Linked DNA regions of Rattus norvegicus: region 2 is linked to region 1. The links are chromatin contacts, called in public Hi-C maps. All regions are on one chromosome and are shown on one strand. Each heading gives the region's core, a stretch centred on a gene start, on an enhancer-like site or on the middle of the called end of the contact. The rest is flanking DNA. Distances are from core to core; before and after follow the strand shown.

Region 1 (3,835 bases), core at 172-2,671:
CAGCTCACACAGGCTGTCAGGAGAGGCCACGGTACACCCTCATCCTACCATAGTAAAGACCCTTTCTCTTTCCCCCTCCCTCCCGCTGAATTCAGAGAACCTCACTGTAGCCTGGTTTTACACGTTTGCACACAGGGTATTCTTGCTGATAAGGCAGGGTGGGCAGATGACACTGAGTTAAATAACTGCTGGACATGGAGGAAAGCAAACCCCACAGCAGGGACAATACCTTGGAACAATGTTTGTTTTTTCCTGGATGGAGCAGGAAGCTCCTGGACAGGAGGATGGCTGAATCAGAAGGACACCAAGAGGGGAGCTTGGTTTGGGAAATAAACAGTGAATGCAGAGAAGACGATTTAGGTGTGGCTTAGAGAAGAAGGTGTTTTCTATCCTTGCAGTAGATCTGGCAAGCCAGATCAAAGCTGAGAGGTCAGAGAGAAAACTAGACTCCAGATTTAAGGAAGTACTGGGTATTGGGGAGAGGGGGTGACTGACATGGGGAAACACTCATTAGGGCTGTTTGGATAGGTCAGGTAGTGTGGGTGAAGTGTTGGGGACCACCCGAAAGAGTGATGAGGAAGGTTTGGTGGGGATGAGAAGTTTCTAGGTTAAGTCTGACCTTAGAAGATGGAGAGTGGTAAACTGAGGACGAAGGTGTGCTTGCAGCATCTGATGGGACACTAACAGAGCAGGTACTGGAAGAGGAGTGGGTTGTTCTCAGCAACAAGTAAAGAAGGTGGATAGTGGAAATTGACCCGAGGGAGACCCATGTTAGCAATTGGCTCTCCTCCCTGAACAGAGGTGCCAATGCTATTAATCCCAGCACTCTGTGGGCAGAAACAAGAGGTTCACTGCAGGCCAGCGATCTACAGAGCTAGTTCTAGGGCACACGAAGAAACCCTGTCTCAAAACAAAACAAATAGACTACCCTAGTAGTAAGGATTCGGGTGGTTTTCAGGTACTACGTGTGAAGGGCTCAGGGTAGCTGTCTGAAAGATTAATGGAGAGGGAGTTTGTGGGAATCACAACTTGTAGACGGGAGGGTTTCGGAGCGGTCTTAAAGTTTCTGAATCTTCTGAGCCAGGGAATTCTCACAGTCTCAGGTTTTCCAAGCTGGGCAATTTGGCTGCCTCCAAGGCCGGAGGTTCAGGGCAAATCCTGAGTGCCAGGAGTCGGGTCTGTGGCCGGGGCCAGGAGGCTGGGCTCACCTGGGCAGGCTGTCCTGGTAGTGCATGGTGGGCACGATGCTGTGCTGCAGATAATCGTCCGGCCCCGAGACAGCACTTAAGGGCCTACTAGGGGCTCCCAGGACAAGCGAGGGGCAGCGGGGCCAGGCACGAAACAGCAGGCGCGGCATCATCGTCCCGGGCAGCAACGGCGGCTAGAGAACGCGGCGGCTGAGGGAGTTCCTGAGCAAGCAGGCCGCTGCCCTCGGACGCCGGACACCGCGCAGGGACTTAACGTCCAGTTCAACTCCGCCCACAGGGCACTTCCGGGCGCGGACCGGCGGCGGCCCCGCCCGCACTCATCCTCTCGCAGAACCCGCCCACACCGCGGCCACGCCCATGAACGGGCCACGCCCACTCGGGCAGGGCTTGGTCTCTGAACAGTAAGTCCAACTTCTTGTCCCAAGGCGGCAGGCATATATCTCGGAAGCTGCCCTCTTTTCCTTTCACAGACTGAATAGGAATCAGAGATAGAGAAAAAAGAAACGCTGAAACTTGGCATTTGGGCAGACCTAAACTTGTCAAAGTTTGGTCCCTAGAGACCAAGAACATTTCAAACCTTTGTCTTATAAGTAGAGAACAAGATCAAACTCCCCCACAGTTCTAGATTTACTGAACAATAGACATACTTATTTTACCAATACAATTTGTTAGGCTTATACTAGGTCCATGTAGCGTTCCATAAGCCTGAAATCTTCGGAAGAAGCCAAGAAGAAAAGAAGCAATGAAGAGAAGAGGTAAAGGAGGGGGGGCGGGAGGGAGCGCTCCTGAGCTCCTTAGCTCCCCTGAGAGCTGCATCACCTCTGCTGAGGAGGCTTTCACTCAGAGCTTATGATTCCTGAGCTCCCATGTCTCAGGATGCTGTTCCATTGGGACACTGCCCCACCTCAGAGCTGTAAGGTTCCTGAGCTCCCGTGTCTCAGGAGTTCCTCTCCATCCTCATCCTTCATCTTGCAAGAGTGAATCCTCCCCTCTGTGATTCCACAGTGCTTTTCCCACAATCCTACAAAAAGCTTAGCTGTAATTGTGAGTTATTTAATTATCTACCTCTCACAGTAAATTTTGAAGTCCTCAAGGGCAGAGTCCTTGTTTGCATTTATGTACCCTGGTCTAGCCTTGGCCCTTCTGTGGGCAAGTACTGTGCATCTTTTATTTAGGTATGAACCTGTACCACATTAAGATATCATGAGCTGGGAGTCTAGGAAGACTGTGTAAGGATCAAGGAAGTTTATCTACTTAGAGAAAAAATCCCGGAGACTGAAGCAACTGTATTGAAGTAATCCCCAGAGTTTGAATTAACTATGAAAGGATACAACACAGTAGCCAGGTTAAAAGTAATATTCAATTTCCAAATAAATGTTCTTAGAAACAAGAGACTTTAACTAGATAAGGGAAGAAAGAGTTCATATTTCAACAAAAAGATCCAGCTGGGGAAGGGAGACCAAACACAGCATAAGCGAACTGTCAAGCAGTCAAAGAAATGAGAGGAAGTGGAACCTAGAATCGTCTGGGCTTGAGGCCTAAGTCCCAGGTTCCAGCAGGCTTTACCTAGAGTGAGTGAACACTGCAGTGCTGGTGTGGTTGATAAAAGAGTCCCTGACTACAGGAGGAACTTAGCCAGGCAGGCCCAGTGGCAATGCTGGCATATGAGCCGTTGATACTTCCTTCCTGAGCCAACCTAGGTCTTCCAGCACGGCTAGAGACTGCTAATGTTGGATCAGGCATTGGAGTGAGCCACTGAGAAAATGACAGCATTATATCTGGCTACTTGAAAAACAATGAGATGCTAGGAAGGAGGTATAGAGGCTTGCCCAGTTCCCGTAGTAAACGAGTCCTCTTCTGCCATTTGCCTGCCTCTGGGAGTCTGGATTATTGACTCTGTGCTTACTTACCCCCTCCTCCAAGGGTCTTGGTCGGAGTCACAAGCAACATCTGGGGCCTAGTACAGTGCTCTCTACCCGTGTGGGTATGGGCATCGAGCTTGCTTGAGTTCAGGTTTTTTTGTTTGTTTGTTTTGTTTTTTATTGCAGTTATCCTTTTTGCCTTATGGTCAAGTGCCCTCCTTTGGCTTCCCCCCGCCCCTCGACACGCACTGTAAACTGACCCCTTCGTGGTCTATGTGCTTTGCCCCCATATAAGCATGAGGCTTTTGTTTTATTCCTTTGTGTCCTTTGTCCAGAAAGGGAGGTAGGTATAGCAGGAACAGCAGAGCTGCCTCTATGTAAACGCTGGGCGCCGTGCAGCTACAAAAGCATCTCCTGTAGGAGGACCTAATTGAGGACTGCCTGAGAGAACAAAGATTTCTGGTGCAAACAATGCTAGCAAGTCGGGAAGTATTTTCTCAGGACCAATGGGGCGTGGGCGGAGGGTATCAAAGGAGCTTGCAGCTGAGCTCAGATGAGCTTGCTACAGCATTCTCACCTGCTCCTGAGTCTGTGTCTTGCATGGCTCTGTGCCAACTCAACCCAAGCCCCAAGGGCAGGTAAGGTCAGGCAGCGAGCTGTCCAGAGCGCAGGGAACAGGGAGGTACATACAAACCTGGCTTACTTTGCTCTAATTAGAAAGGCAGCCAATGAACACAAAGGTCATGAACTCACAAACCTATTATG
Region 2 (4,110 bases), core at 61-2,560, 360 kb after region 1:
AAAATTTAGCCAATTGTATATGATGGAACAATGCTTTCAATATATACACTGCAAAACACGGGTAACTCACTTCAAAAGAGGGCTGTAGTCACAGCCATTTTGAAGCAGAGGAAAATTTGCAAAGAAAGGGTCTCTCCAAGAGAGGGCAGAAAGGGCAAAACAAATACAACCTTTAGAAGGAAGGTATTCGAAGGACTGTCACAATCTGACTGCCAACCTGATATTCAGACCTCAAATGCCCTTGGTCTCTGCCTAACAAAAAACAAATCATGTGTTCTGAGCAACAACTGTCAAGCCTGCAAAATACAAGAGATTTTTAATTTCCCAAACAGTAACTCCACATGAAAACGCATTCAAAATAAAAATTTCACAACCTTTTTCACTATTTCTGTCAAAAGGCCTGATGATGGCAAAAGGCTTCAAGATGTACTCTATAACACACCTCACTCCGGTTTTTGCAATGACACTAGGTAGTAACGCTTCCAGACTAATCTTCCATACCGCCAATCTCCCCTCACTTCCCCACTCCAAAACAGAAAGGGGAAAGAAAGACTACTAATCTGTATGTGCCCGCCCAACAGCTCCTGGGAAGCAATTGCCTTCAAATTGCTCCTGCTTAGTTAGCCCCCTGAAGCCTGCAGAAGGAAATGGGGACAGATGTGTGAGCCGGCGACGGAGGACATCCGACGAGCGACAGAGGAAATGCGGATGGTCGAGGACCAAGGGGAAGAAGGGGCGCTGGAGACAGAAGGGTGAAGGGGATCGAGGAGGGAAAGGAAGCAAAGTGTGAGAACGAAAAGTGTGGGGTGGGAAGAGATTAACGACCATAGAGGAGAAAGGTAAAATGGTTGAGGAGAAAGGCGAGGGTTAAGGACAGGGAGGGGGGACGAGGAGAATGCGAAGGAGGCTGTCACCGGGGGACAAAAGGGTGTCACCGGAGAGAAGGGAGATTAAGGGATGTCTCCTAAAGGTGTTTGCTCCAGCTGGTGGATGGGAAACGCAAGCCGGAGGAGGCAGAGGCCAAGGGTGCGGGAAGAAGAGTGAGACGGCTGCCCGGCGGTAGCCCGGGGGGAGGGGGGAGGAGGGGGACAGGCCGCGCTAGCTTACCATGGCTGTGTGGGCCTGGTCCTCCGGCATGCAGCCTCGGTCCTGCGTGTGGTTGCCGGCCGAGCCCGAGCCCGCCGCTAAGATCACCCGGCGCGGGGGCTCCAGGTGGCTCCGGTCAGGCAGCGGCTCCGGGCTGGGCCCAGGCCTCGGCCTCGCTCTTCTGAACTACAGCAGCCGCTGCCGCAGCCTGACCGAAACTCAGACTCCGCCTCGCTCGCCGCGCCTGCTGCGCCCCGCCTCCCCCCACGCGAGGTCCCGCCCCTCTCTCGCCGAGCCTACCGCGCCCTGCCCCCTAGAAGTCCCGCCCCTCTCCCCGTGCCTGCCTTGCCCCGCCCCCCGGTGATCCCACCCCCTTCAGACTCCGCCCCTTCTCAGCGTAAACTCCCTTTCCCGAACACCAACCCTTAAAGGGGCCAACGCCCTCTCACAGGGATTCGCTTTTTTTCTGCTTTGGAAGAGATTTAAACCTAACCTCCAGGAGACTGCCGTGGTTACCCTCATTCTTCAAATTTTAACTTCTGATTCATAGTCATTAATTTTTGTTGTCATTGTTCTTAGTGATTTCAGCATTCTGTTATATGATTTTGTTTTGTTGTTTTTGTTTTGTTTTTTTGAGACAGGGTCCCTCTATATAGCATATAGGCCCGTGTTCTGCCTGCCACTGAGTCACATCCCAATATTCACTTCCTTTCTCTATCTCCTCTCTTTCCTTTTTACTATCAAAAAGCACTCCAGGGACTGGAAGATGGCTCTGCAGTTAAGAGCACTGGCTGCTCTTCAGAGGACCCAGGTTCAGTTCTCAACACCCACACGGAGGCTCAAAACCATAACTACACTTTCAGGGGATCTGACACCCTCTTCTGGACTCTGAAGGCACCATGCATGCGTCTGACACATAGGCAAAACACTCACACACATAAAATAAATTAAAACATGTAAATTTAAAGTTCCGATCCTGAACCTGCAGTGAAGCCACAGCTTGGGGGAAACCCCAAAGCACACTGTGGGACTGAATGCCTCTCCTTCCTTTGATCTTATGTTCCAACGCTGCTTGGCTACACTGTACTTTTCCACCATCTAGATAGCTACTTCAAGTCTCTCTTCCCAGGCCTCCCATACTTCCTTCCTCGTGCTCGTTTACCTAATCATTTTTGCCTTCAAATCACTGACAACTTAAATGGACAAAAGAGAACATCCATGTAAGTTTTTATCACTGACAGTGACTTCCAGACCTCCTGAAATTCCACTTCTATACTTTTTTCCCTCTCTGTAGCGCAGGCTAGCCTTGAATTCACTATGAAGTCCATGCTTGCTTCAACTTTCCCATTTCTCCGCTGTGATGGTTTGAATAGGTATGGCCCCCACAGACTCCTGTGTTTGAATGCTTGGCCCACAGAGGATGGCGATATTAGGAAGTGTAGCCTTGCTAGAGAAAGTATGTCACTGTTTTTCCAGAGCACACCTTCTGGAGACCTAACCCCCTGGCCTTTTGCCACTTGGCCATCTTCCATTTTTAATACAATCAGGGCAGCATTAAGTACTAGTATAGCTATTGCCAAACAGGCACTTCCAGAAGGCTGCCACTTGATTGCTTTCACCTTGTGTGTGGTCCTGGGAATTAACCACAAGGCTTTGCACATGCTGTGCAAGTGTTCTCCTCTTGGGCAACATCCTCACTGCTCAGACTCTGCTGCTCTTGCAAAACTGAATGTCTATGCCCATATTCTTTCTCACCGTCCCTTGGCAAGCACTGTGCTACCTTTTGTTGAGGTTGCTGCAGTGCTGGATATTAAGTCGATGGCCTCATATGTGCTATGCAAGCTCTCTACCTGAGACACACTCAAAACTCGCATAGACCTAATTTTTTAATCTCTGTGAATTTGATTACTCTAGTGTGGAGGTTTGGTCTGTTGCTGTGTATGGTAATGCCAAACTCTGTTCCTGAAGGTCTAGTTTCCTAGGAGTGAATGCTCACATTTGGCAGCTTTTGTTGTGCAAAACTTGCTCCTTCACTTAAAGCTATTGGTTAATTAAAAACGGTACAGCCAATCACTGGAGGGATTAGAGGTAGGCAGATTTTGAGTTATCTGGTGGATGGTTGCAGAGAGAGAGAGAGAGAGAGAGAGAGAGAGAGAGAGAGAGAGGGAGGGAGGAGGAGGAAGAAGAAGAGGGGGAGGAGGAGGAAGAGGAGGAGGAGGAAGAGGGGGGAGGAGGAGGAAGATGAGAGGGGGAGGAGGAAGATGAGAGGGGAGGAGGAGGAAGATGAGAGGGGGAGGAGAAGGAAGAGGAGAGGGAGAAGAGGAAGAGGGGAGAGGAGGAAGAAGAGGAGGGAGGAGGAAGAGGAGGAAGCTAACATGGGAAGAGATGGAATATGAGCTCATGGCCAAGAGAAACAGCAAGTAACTGGGGTACACTACTAGGGAAGTAGCCAGGCCAGCAATTAGAAAAGTACATTAGAGGGGCTGGGGATTTAGCTCAGTGGTAGAGCGCTTGCCTAGGAAGCGCAAGGCCCTGGGTTCGGTCCCCAGCTCCGAAAAAAAGAACCAAAAAAAAAAAAAAAAGAAAAGAAAAGTACATTAGAGGTTACTCCCTGTAATTGTCAAAACCAAATTAAATAACCATAGTCTGAGTCCCACTCATTCATAAGTTAGACAAGGATAAGTTTAAATTAGTTGAACTGGACAGGCGTGTGTGTGTGTGTGTGTGTGTGTGTGTGTGTGTGTGTGCAGGGATTAAGTCCCAAGCAGGTCAATCATGCTAGGCAAGTGCTCCACCACTGAGCATGTCCAGCCAATATGATGATGATGATTTGTTTTGTCTCACTATGTAGCACTGGCTGGCCTAGAGTTCACTATAAAGCAAAGTGGGCCTCTAACACACAGAGATCCATCTACTTTTGTACCAAAAGTGAAATTAAAATTGTGTATCGCTACACTCTGTTTCTTCTTTATATATAAGGTGTGTGCAGGTTCACATGCACATGTAGAAGCCAGAGGTTAATAT

What was found. Hi-C and Micro-C count contacts between places; a contact is called where the count stands out from the background.
Region 2: a Hi-C map of mammary epithelial cells shows a contact between it and region 1, with 2.8 times the contacts expected there. The contact joins the promoter of Zyg11b here to the promoter of Cpt2 in region 1. A contact is called at or near these places in 2 of 12 Hi-C or Micro-C datasets (Schwann cells and mammary epithelial cells).

What each region holds. Positions count from the first base shown.
Region 1 is chr5:127,909,397-127,913,231 of GRCr8, forward strand. It overlaps Cpt2 (carnitine palmitoyltransferase 2), which reads right to left and starts at 1,422. Exons shown (of 5, transcript NM_012930.1): 1 at 1,209-1,422. The coding sequence starts at 1,360. LOC134486962 (a long non-coding RNA gene) reads left to right here and starts at 1,826. Exons shown (of 3, transcript XR_010066570.1): 1 at 1,826-1,963.
Region 2 is chr5:128,270,136-128,274,245 of GRCr8, forward strand. It overlaps Zyg11b (zyg-11 family member B, cell cycle regulator), which reads right to left and starts at 1,311. Exons shown (of 14, transcript NM_001426994.1): 1 at 1,108-1,311. The coding sequence starts at 1,137.